Regions from separate parts of the Gossypium hirsutum genome. Here region 2 is linked to region 1. A link is a contact called in public Hi-C data. All regions are on one chromosome and are shown on one strand. The core of a region is the stretch at or near the end of the contact, and the rest is flanking DNA. Distances in the headings are between cores, read along the strand shown. Region 1 has its middle 32 kb from the start of LOC107909955. Region 2 holds the start of LOC107909957 (putative clathrin assembly protein At1g25240).

The links. A called contact is a pair of places that touch in the nucleus more often than the background predicts.
Region 2: a contact with region 1 is called in a Hi-C map of hypocotyl, with 4 times the contacts expected there. The contact joins the promoter of LOC107909957 here to the enhancer-like site in region 1. A contact is called at or near these places in 6 of 34 Hi-C or Micro-C datasets (hypocotyl, leaf and petal).

Annotation. Positions count from the first base shown.
Region 1 is chrD02:50,546,314-50,552,199 of Gossypium_hirsutum_v2.1, reverse strand. No RefSeq gene overlaps it. Among protein-coding and RNA genes, the nearest start is that of LOC107909955, 32 kb to the left of the region's middle. Within about 2 kb of position 3,354, at least 3 of the 9 cell types and tissues checked have an H3K27ac peak or open chromatin away from gene starts, as enhancers often do. A contact at or near this core is called in hypocotyl and leaf, where this site is marked.
Region 2 is chrD02:50,583,727-50,589,612 of Gossypium_hirsutum_v2.1, reverse strand. It overlaps LOC107909957 (putative clathrin assembly protein At1g25240), which reads right to left and starts at 2,956. Exons shown (of 3, transcript XM_016837672.2): 1 at 1,491-2,956; 2 at 1,042-1,129; 3 at 448-952. The coding sequence starts at 2,565. The coding sequence ends at 1,053. LOC107909955 (65-kDa microtubule-associated protein 6) reads right to left here. Exons shown (of 12, transcript XM_016837669.2): 3 at 5,821-5,886; 4 at 5,375-5,590; 5 at 5,140-5,295; 6 at 4,906-5,065; 7 at 4,646-4,797; 8 at 4,404-4,491; 9 at 4,252-4,325; 10 at 4,084-4,158; 11 at 3,487-3,848; 12 at 3,110-3,409. The coding sequence ends at 3,507.

The DNA of each region.
Region 1 (5,886 bases), core at 2,105-4,604:
TTCCTATTTTTCCATCTTCCAATTCAATCGTAGTTTTACATTCATAACTTTTGCCATTGTTGCATCATCCTTATCCCCTTCAATTAGTGTCACCGATCTACACTCTAACATTTTGGAAGTATTTCCCCATTTTTTCCTCACTATTTTTGACCGTCTTATGAAAGCATACCATAGAGCCTTCAATTTTTCTAAAACACCTCCGTTAGTATTCCACCATACATCACGATTGACATCTTTACAAGAGTCTGCCAACACCCACCAAGCCTCAAATTTAAACTATTATTTTGAAATACTATTTTCACTCTTATCAATTTGGACCAACAAAGGGCAATGATCCGAGAAAGAATGATAAAGTGTTTAATTGAAAATTTTGGAAAATGGTTTTGCCGTTCAGGGTTAACCACCCCTCTATCAAGCCTCTCATAATATTTGTCTCCGGTAAATTCCCTAAGGATACCATATTTTTTGTCATACGAATACAAAATTTCATTAAAATCTCCACATGATCCAATACATGTTACAGTCACGTTTAAGTCTCCGAATCAACTCCCAACTCCTCTCTCTATCCCTCGTATCAGGGGTTCCATAAAACCCAGTAAAATGCCACCTCAAGCAATTGTCACCGCAATTAGTATCAACATCAATATGGTTTTTTTTGAAAAGCTACGAATACTAACCAAATCATTGCCATTCCATGCAAGTCTAAGTCTCCTTTGTGACCCTTCCGTGGGAACATCAATGCCATTCATAAAACCATATCTTCTTTGTACCCTTTCTATTCACCGACCATCAAGCTTGGTCTCCATTAAGAAGATAATTTGGGGATTATGATACTTCAATTTAAAGGGAAGCCTTCTGCATGCCTGCATATTCACCAAATCCTAGACATTCCAGCTCAATAGCTTCATTGCTTCCGGTCCGCTTACCTTTTGGCAGCCGTCGATCATTGTCAAAGTGGGGTATTATCATGCCCCAAAATATGACTTAATGAGTCCGATGAAACAGAATCATTCAAGTCCCTAAATTCAAACCTGAACCTTTTCGAACCATCTCTATGAATGCAGGGTAGATTCGTTTCCTCAATCAAATCCATACAACCTTTTCTTTTACCCCTCACCAATTCATCCATACCCATATCAAATTTTGCAATTTTGTCAAGCCTTTTCCAACTCTTTTTTTTTGTAATTATTAGGCTTTATATCCATTGAAATTGTGGGCCTACCCATATGAAACCCTTTTTCTACATTCTCTATCTCATTAAATTTGTCTTGACTTTTTTCGCCTATCTTATCTAAATTAGGAGCTTTATTTTTTGGAGAAAAACTGGCAACCAAATCCCCAGAATTGTGCCTCAATTTATTAGTTTGCAAAATTGCAGATGACAACACCACTTCTGATCTTCCTTCTGTCTTTAGGTCAGATTCCGACGCTACCTTAATCAAGTCACCACTTCTACTCACATCATCATCCCCTGTGTAATATCTTTGTTTCATTAATTTTCGTGTAGAGAAGCCAAACATTTGGTTTGGTTTTCTTTACTTAACAAATTCGATTATGCTTTAAGTGCTATAGAATATAGAAGATCATAATCGTACAGTCTTGATACTTACTTCCACTCTCAAAAGTCACCACTCACCTCCAACCCAACCATAATAGATACTGTTTCTCTAGAAAACTTGAGAGAGAGCATTCTTGACTATTTTGATAGTGATAATCCATGGAATACTTACTTGTAGGTATTTATTGTATTTTTATTACCACAATGATAATAGTCATACTTTTGATTAAATGATATGTCATTACTTGGTAAAGTTTATAGCATAATAGATGGTCATAAATGGTTTCACATTTGTTCACTTTAGTATGAGCTCTCCCTCAAGCAACCTTTCCCACTGAAGGATGTATAAACATTCTTTACAAGGAAATGGACAATCCCCTAAATGCATTATAACAAAGAATTCCTTAGTAACTAGATTTGCTAACTTTCAAGCTCATGAAAACTTCTTATTGAGTAGATTTGACTATCTAAGTAAGTATTGTTCTCAGAAAATTGTAGTATCCTTTTATATACTCCATTCAGCTGGTTAAAGTTGAGAGGTAATCTTCCAAATCTCCAAGTTAAAGACAACATCAAGATAATCCTTAAAATCAACAATCTTGCTAGAAGCCAACCATATCTTTATCCATAAATAAAAAAGAATAAATTCAAAGGACTTTTTGTGAAAGTAGTCAGTATTATACTGGTGGGTATACTGCTTTTGTTTTGGTGGGTATACTGCTTTTGTTTTGGTACTAGTACATAGTGGTCTTAGTGTGTTTCAATAAACCATTTTTGGTTCATCGATGTTTTGAAATATTTTTTACACATATATACTTATAGTCTAACTTTTAGTTTCTTAATAAAGTATATATTGTATATACATGCAAATATATTTCAATAACTAAATTAAATAAACATATACATGCAAATATATATTGTATATACATTCATATAAACATATTTTTATCTTTTTTATATGTGAATATAAGTTTTAAATATTAACTAAGTTCAATAACTTCATTTAATAACTATATTTTAAATGTAGTTATAGAAAAAAACAAAATTATTAATATAAAAAGTTTGTTTAAATTATCAAAATCTTGTACCAATCTATATGGGTTAGCACACATTGATATTGGTTGAAACGGGTTGAAACACCTAAATTTTGACTGGATCAGAATTTAGATTACTTGGTATAGGTTTAGGAGCGAAACGATACAATACTGACTGGTATTGATCGACAACTACTTGGTTTCTCTAATCCAATTTCCTATTATAAATCAAATCCCTAAGTTTCTACAAATAAATCTTGTAATACATATTAAAAAGAATGACTGCAAATCAAAATTGTTAACATAATCATGTCACTTATTATGTTACACGAGAGGGTGTTTGATTTAAGAAATGTATAGGACACACTTAAAAATTGTTAATATCATGGAGGAATCTATACTCCTAGTTTCATATTTCAACCCACCTGAGTTCTACATCATTGACTGAGTTTTAGTTTGGTTTGCATTGGTATTATTATCGATACGGGAAAATGTGAGTTTGAGTGCATTGAAGCATGTTTATTTACCTATTTATGAGTTAAAGAGGGGTTATAAATAGTTTTAGACATTATATAAAGAAAAGAGTTGGATATTAACAATTTCTTTTATATCATCCCCATTAAGCAATTGTTTTTCACACGTTTGGTTCTCACATGTTAAATATTTGGTAGCTAGAGATTATCCATATAAAATAGTGGTTGTATGGGGGACCTAAACAGAAGCTGCCAAAAAGGCCGCCTACCTTTCGAGTGGATGTGTTGACAGATCATCTCCCAAAAGAGTTATTGAATAGGGCAAGGCGTGGCTTCTTTAGGATTGTATATGCTACTTATTACTCTGTTGAGTTTGTCATGCTTTTACTCATAAAGAAAATGCCAAGTTAAAAAAGGGGTTGGAGTAAAAACTAAAACACCACTTAATGGATTAATTAATGTAATCTTATAAGAAGGATTAGTTAATCTATATTTGAATATTAGCTTTAATTGCAATTAACACCACTTAATATTAAGAAATTAACTATTCAGGATCTAATCCAAGGGTCCACAATTTGGATTTCAATATCTTGGATACAGCTTGAATCCCACCAGGACTAGAAGCCTAGAAACCGGAGTTTGGTTGAGAGAAAAGGTAACAAAATGCAAAAGGCGGCAATGATAAAAGTAAGTGTCATATTCCCTTTTTAGTAGTGACAATTAACTTCAAAAAAATTGATACGATCATGGTTGAATTTAAAAATTATTAAAATATTTTTATTTTTAAAAGGATGAAAATGATTGTTTTTTTTTATTTTTAAGTGTTTTTAATTTTTTTTTATATTTTTAATCAAATTTAGTTGATAAATATAAAATCAAACTAAATGTTGGTGATTAAGTTTTTTAGAACCAAGACTAAATTTACATAATATGTAAATATTAATAGTTAAAGTTGCTATTATGCTAATTTTAAGACCTGACATGGTGATAAAAAAGAAAAAACAAAATTGAATAGTTGAATGATAATTTTATAACTTTTTATAGTTAGGTGATAAAGAGTTTACTAATAATTGAATGACTGCTAGTGTAATTTAATCTTAGATGAATTTGTGGTAGATTGCAAATTTAATATCCAAATTTATAATATTTAAAATAACAAAAATCAAATGGGGGTATCTAATTTGATTTTAAACTTATGAACCGAAATGGCCGGTGGTCAAAGACTCAAAAGTCAATCTGGAATGGTCACCGACGGGGACATGAGCCCCAATTGGAAGGGCAGCAAAAATACAAACCAATAATTTGGCATTGAATTAGCTACCTTAAAGCTATAATTATGGAAGACTTAAATTTCTGGGATATAAATATTGGAAAGTATGGTCCCAAAATCAAATCTTTTAAGCCCAAATGACCTCCAAAATTAAATCTTTAAGCCCAAAAACTTGGGTTTTATAATTATTTGTTTGTTTATCTAAATTTTAGAGACACCTAATAATAAATTTAGCCATTAATATTTATATATTTTTTATTAATTTGGTCTTTATTTATTTTTTAGTTAAATTTAATTATTAATCTTTCAAAAAGAGTCAATTCACTTACTTTTAATGAATAAGCTAATTAAAACATTAATTTTTAAACAATGTTGGTGTGACAACACGCTTGACAGTTTATGTATACTTTATGTTGACATCACACTATTTATCTTATATGTGTTATACAAAAAATAATTTAAAATTTATAAAAATATTCAAAGAAATAAATAAATAATTAAAAAATGTCGTGGCGGCTTGTGCTAAAGTCTCGCTCAATGTAGAATAATTTATCAATAAAGTGTACACCCTCGAGCGCGCGTTGCGTGTATGGGAGAACAAGTTCCCCATGCTTCCTGACCTATCAACATGGGAGGTTCCTCCGACGACCTTCGAGCTTGTCCTAGACAAAGGGTTCCATAGGAACCTGAAAGGTCGTTCGCAATCATCTAGAATCCATAACGAAATGAACATTAGGGAGAAATCCGACGGAAAGCTATGTGGCGTATGCAGATTAGCCAGTCATAATCTGAGTAAATTCTCACTCTGAAACTATCATATTGGACAATCATCGCGATCGGGTAGAAATTGAGATGTTCATTACATGTTAAGAGGATTGAATCTAAAATTTGTTTAGAATTTGTTGTAGTTAATCTAATTTGAATTACAAAGTTAGTCTAAAGTTTATTTATTCAAATTGTAAGAAACTCTTAAAATTAATAACTGAAATAGCGAAAAAGTCATTACATAAATACAAAGTTTATTATTTAAATTGTAAAAAACAAACCATAAAATTGATAAATAAAATGACAAAAAAGTCATTACATAAATAAAAAGTTGACTATTTAAATTGCAAAAAAAAACATAAAATTGATAAATAAAATGAAAAAAAATTCATTACATAAATATGAAGTTATTTATATTACAAAACCCCCTAAAATTGATGGTTTGATGGTGTGGTTCTAAGGGTATATTTTTGTGGAGCTCGACATTCACGTTGCGGGTGATTGCGGCGATCAACGTTCTCTTCATCTGTATGTGAAGGTGTGCGAAGCATAGATGAAAAATCATATGTCTCAAATGCCATCGATAAACTTGAGCCGGGAGGAGTGGAGTACGACAGTGGATGCGGGCCGAGAGGAGTGGAGTACGGCGATTGATACAGGCCAGAAGGAGCGGAGTACTGAGGTGGATACGAGTCGAGATGACTGGAGTACTAAGGTGCTAGTGGGCTGAAGATATAAAACTCTGAATGATATTCGTGGCCTGACGAGCCCGGGAAATAGTCATCG
Region 2 (5,886 bases), core at 1,707-4,206, 38 kb before region 1:
ACAATATTTCTATGATGGTTGTATTTCTCGCCTTTTCTTGTCATGAGACAACTTATAGTTAGTTAAATGAGATGGTGAGGGTACCTGAGGATCGGATGGAACCCCAAATAGATCTGAAATAGCTTTAAACTTGCAAGAATCAAAATTTTGTTGTGTCGCCAGACTCTTCGTCGGGACGAGACCTTTGTTCATTGTGTCGTTGTCCCATGTTTCGGCTTTTGACTCCACCTTGCTCGAGACACTCTAATTTTTTATGTCTTTAAAAGTAAAAGTCCTCTTCTAATCAAAACGTGATAGATTCATCAAACATTACATCGTTGCTAACAATTATTTTGTCGGATTTCGAACACCATAACTTAAAACATTTTATACCGACAGAGTATCCCAGAAAGATGCATTTAACGACCATTGGTTCAAGCTTTCCCTGGCTAACTTTAGCATAAGTAAGACAACAAAAAATTCTAAGATTAGAATAATTGGGAGGATTACCTAACCATATCTCTTCTGGAACATTACCGTTCAATGTTCAATGAGGAGATCGATTTACCATTAACAACCCACTAACAACAAGGTCCTAAGCTTAAGCCATGAACATAAACTTAAATAACAAAATGCCTGAAAAATAGCAACTACTTGAAACACAAAACAATATTAAAATCCACATCAGCAGCCCTAAACAGGCCATCTAATTGTGCAGTCCTACCTTGATGGGTTTTCTTGAAAATTAGGTGAATTGACCTTTAGGAACCCGAGACGTGCAAAGGGTTGGGTCGCACACCCTCCTGGGATTTGCAAGGTTAACTTCTATGCTAGTTTCTACCACACAGTTGGTGATGCTACGCTGGAGATTCTGATTAGAGATGCCCAAAGTATGTGCATGGGGGCTTGCGTTGAATGCGCTGCTCACATCAAATCTCCCTTTGTGGCGAAAGCTCAGGCGACTTTTCGCTCCCTATGACATGGGGTTAAGGGATATTGTTTTAGAAGGGGATTGCTTAGCAATTATCTATAAATTATCATTAACAGCTGAAGAAAGATAACTTATCAGTGATTTAATTGTTGATGGCCGTCGGTTGGCTACCGGTTTCACCACCAACTTGTGGTTGTGACTTTTTCTCTGTTGATCCATCTATTATATAGATAAGATTACGATTTAAAAAAAAAATTCAATGTCATATGGAACACACCTTAAGCTTACGGTGAATCCCCCCTAGTACTACTATCCAAAAACATCACAGATAATGGGGAAGTTGAGAGAATGATATCAAATGGGGACAAATATAGAGAAGGAACAATCCGGATCTAACCCCTTTTTTTCTTTATAATAAAGTAATCCAAAAAGAATTGATTGAATGTTGTTGAGATCAAAGCTAGAAACCAAATGAAGGAATGTTCCAACTGCTAAAAGCTAATTAAATCTGGTAGCTCATAAGGATTATAAACAGGTAAATTGTTAATGGGTACAAGAGGTAGTAGTAGATGATCTTTACCAGCATCATCTTCTGCTACTATTTTGGTTTCATTAGAGAAACCATACTGTTGTTCATCGTTTTCCTCGAAAACCACCCATTTGTCTGTAATTATCGTCCTCAAAGTTCCCCTTGTGTATTCTTCCACAACTGCTGTCATTTCCATTTGGTTCATTTCCTCGAAACCCTCCTTGTAATTGATCGTCTTCTCTGGAACTGAAACCCCATTCATTATCCTCTCAAGTTCTTCAACGTCTTCATCAGGGATCCGAGTAACGGTGGGGAGTTCGGTGGCGTTTAGGACGCCATATTCCTTGCAGAACTCGAAGAAGAGAGAAAGCTCTTCACTCTGTTTCATTGCCTTTTGAAGAACCCTAAGCGCCATTGCCGCTTCATGTTTGCTTACGGAATATATTTTCAACAAAATCTTGGCAATCTCGTTGCAGATTATACCGTAAACATCGTATATCTCAATGATCACACAATCCATGGCTTCCATAATCAGCCTAACCTTCATATTCTCCGCTCGAGGCCTAATTTGAAGCAACAAATCAAGCAAAGATTGCCATTTCTCCAATTTCAAAAGCTGTTGCACCAACAACAAACGCTCCTCGACTTTGTTGTTGTTGTTCTGATTATCTTGCTCTAAAAAAATGGCAGCTCTTTGATCTAGAAACGCAAAGTACTCACGGATGATACTATTGAAACCCCAGGTTTTGCTGGGCTTGGAATGTCCATCGCTGAAAGTGGAAAGATCAAAGGGTAAACGCTGCATCATTTGAACCACTGGTGCCTTACAATGGAAAATGCCATGCATGAGCATCAACCCTTTAATGGCCACCACCCAACTCCGAGTCTTCTCCATCCTCCTAGACAAGGCCCATATAAGAGGACCTAGGCTAACGGGCGACGCTCGAATCCACGAAAACACAACCTGCGCACTCCTTTTATCAATGTGTAATTCATCGTGACTTGTGGCCTTTATAATGGCAGCCTCAAGTTCAGGGTTCCTAAAGGAATTCCTTCTGGAAATATAGACCACCACTATGCTGTTCTTATCTTTGACAGCACCAACGGCCCTCTTCCATAGCTTCATGTTTCTTCGACCTCAACCCTCCGTCGCCCTTACAAAGCAGCGGGTTTGTCAGAGGTGGTCCTGAAGCCCCTCTTTTTGTTTTTGTTTTTTTCTTAATACAAAATTTTGCTTCAACAAACCCAAAACCGACGGCCTACGACTGGATAGAAAACTAAGCTGTGATTTAGCCATGTCTGCCTGTATTTGCCATTTGTTAGCATATATCTTCGGACAAGTTTATAGTTGTTTCTCTTTACGCATTTCTATTTTGGGAACAAATGGCTAATTTCATAGACTATGATTAGATGTTAAAAAATAAAAATAAAAATCACTTGCATGTGAATTATCTGGTTGGAACTTGCTAAACTCGGTGTTGTACAAAAAAAAAAAAAAGGAAGTTAAATTTCAACTGTGTATACATGAATTATGAAATTGGTGAAGTGGTGTTAAAAATGCTTACTTGACATAAGAAATTTTGAACAAACATGGATGATAATATAATGATGATCATACTAGAGTACATGTATATACATTGCAAACATACATTCAAGCATGTACACGTACATTCAAGCAAAAAAATCCAGTAATACTACTACTATCAATATTATCAGTACATGTAACACCACACAAAAACAAGTTAAACACAATTTTCAAACTGGTTTCTTCTTTTCTCCCTCTCCGCAATGGCAAATAACATCATTTCCATGCGAACACCCACAAAAGTCAGTCACCTGTCCGACTCCTACCAATTCACAATCCGTACACTAATCTATCCATACCCTTTCTTTCGTATATTCACAACACACGGTTCTGCTGCTATTAATCCAGTCTACACTTATTGCAACTATATGATCCTATCCTCTTCCTGTGATTGAACAAAAATTGTTTTAAGCGTGTGAACAACATTAACAGAAGAGGTTCAATGGCGTAGGCAAAACATACCACTTCTGGATTTCTAAACTTCAGCTATGTGGTGGAGACCCGAGCTCCGAATCACATACTGAAGTGTATGTAGATACTGTATCTTCCTTTGATATGGCCACAAAGTTTATAGGTGCTGTAGACAACCTTCTCATTTCCTTGAAGTAGCCATTTTGACGCCCCAAATATGAACGTGGTGTAAGTAGCTCGGGAGTTGCTCCACCCACCGAGTTCCGACGAGGTGTACTGGGAGTCATGGATCCATTTCCATTTGCTCGATAACCATTTGTCTTTCTGAAGCTGTTACTTTTCCTTGGACTAGGTTTTGACCCATAAATGGCTTCTCTCTCTGTCAGGAGCAGATCTTGAATCTTCTTTTGGTCCTGCAAAATGGAATAGAAAAGATATTGTTTTTATGCATGTATAAGTCGTAGAGATCAATGCACACATTCAATATATGGCCTGCTTGGAAATGCCATTCATCATATAAAAAGTCGCTTTAAGCAAGTTGAAAAGGAGATGAGAAAAGAAAGGAAAATGGACAAGGTACCAAAGGGCTAAAAGGTTCAGATAACTCGGCAATAATATTTGCAGAAGCAAAAAACATATTAAAATTACCCTGCATCTCTTCTTTTCCTCCTCTCTTTGTTTCCTTGTCAGCTTGTAGTCCTCCAGTATCGACACCAGTCGCTCCTATATGCATACAAGTATGTCATGTTTAGGAACAAGCTTATTCAGAAACAATTCCAAACGACAATGATTGTGCAAGTTTACAGAACTACTGACCCCATCATATAGAAACAATGCCCTTTTTTCTTCTTCCCAAGCTAACGTTCTGTTGATCAGATTATCCACAATTGCTGCAAAGGGTACCATTATTTAGCTCAACAATACAAACATATCCATCAGAGAGTTGGATGAATAAGAAGAGTAAATACCCGGAATTTTGGTTACTGTTATTCGAGCTTTTTCTGCACGCTTAAGGTTAATATGTGCACCTCTCCCTGCATTGTACCGGTTTTCATCCTGAGATTCAAAATGAAGTTAACAACTAATGAATTAAAATTTTATAGACAAGGTGAATCAGATGTATTTATTTTGACTCACGGAATAGTACACAAGCAATATTGAAGAGAGAAACTAAGACAGGGAAAACACATGAGATACACACAATGCTTACTTGATTGTAGTCTTCCAGCCAATTTTCTTCTTCACAAGCCAAAAGCCATCGATCTATTCTATCCATTATATCTTTTCGACTCAGAGCTTCATCTTTAACTTTAGTTATCTGTGCTTCAATATTTGCTAAGAGTTCAGAAGGGTCTACTAGACCTGAACAGCATTAGCAATATGCATCATTAACCATGTCAGCTGAAAATAGAATGAATAACAGTTTGTCTAACAGCAAGACACTGTGGCAAGGAAACACAAGATAAATACCAGAATCAATCAATGCATTAGATTTCTCAACAGAAGTACTAGCATCAGGTTTAATATGAGTCATTCTGCAAATATCTTCCAACTCCGATCTCCTTTTCAAGACGAGTTCTTTCATTCTGCCAGCTTTCAATTTGGTGAGCCTTTCCACTTCTGCTGATGCCTGTCGAAAATACCAAAAGTTTGAGCACAGATATTCCAGTAATTAGGAAAAAACCAGATTGGTGTAGCTCAAACCTGCTCAATCATCTCAGTTGAAAGAACACCAGGTTCAGTAACTTCAGGTTCCGATAACCTAAGAATAGAAGTGGCCCTTGAAAAAACATTCTTCTCAGCTTGAGGTGAATCCATCAAATTCCAGAGTTCAAATAGTTGACCTGCAATATCCTTCAACTGCATTTCGAAAACAGGGTTTGGATTCAAAATTTTCACAAGAAAAATCAAATGAAAGCTATGGAGGGGTATGGAATACCTTCTGCATTCGAATTCTTCTTTCAGTTTTAAGCTTGTTAATGGTCTGCTCTAAGCCTTCAAATGTACCATTGCTAATATTCGTTGATTGTTCCTGGTTAGCCCTTTGCAAGCTCGGATGCACATCACTTACGGTCTGGGCAAAATCCAACCCTAGTACCCCACAAAGCAAATGAACCTCATTTACGTATTCCAAAACCTTATGAAGGCGATCAGACTGCAAAGGAAAAGGAAATGCTTATATCTTCAAAATCTAGAATGAATTTTAAAGATTTTATTCAAATCCATTCAAAGAATTAAGTTCAAAGTTATGATCCCAAAAAGCATATGAACCTTGCACCCAATATCAGCTATGTATAGCGCCCATATCTTCTCCTGGATGTTATGCATAAAGGATATAGGTATAATGATTTATTTGCATAATGTTTTTTACAGTAAAATCCATACCTTCTCCTTCTGAAGAGTTTGAAGACGAGTATGAAATTCCGTAAGCCTTCTTAGCGACAAGTCTTG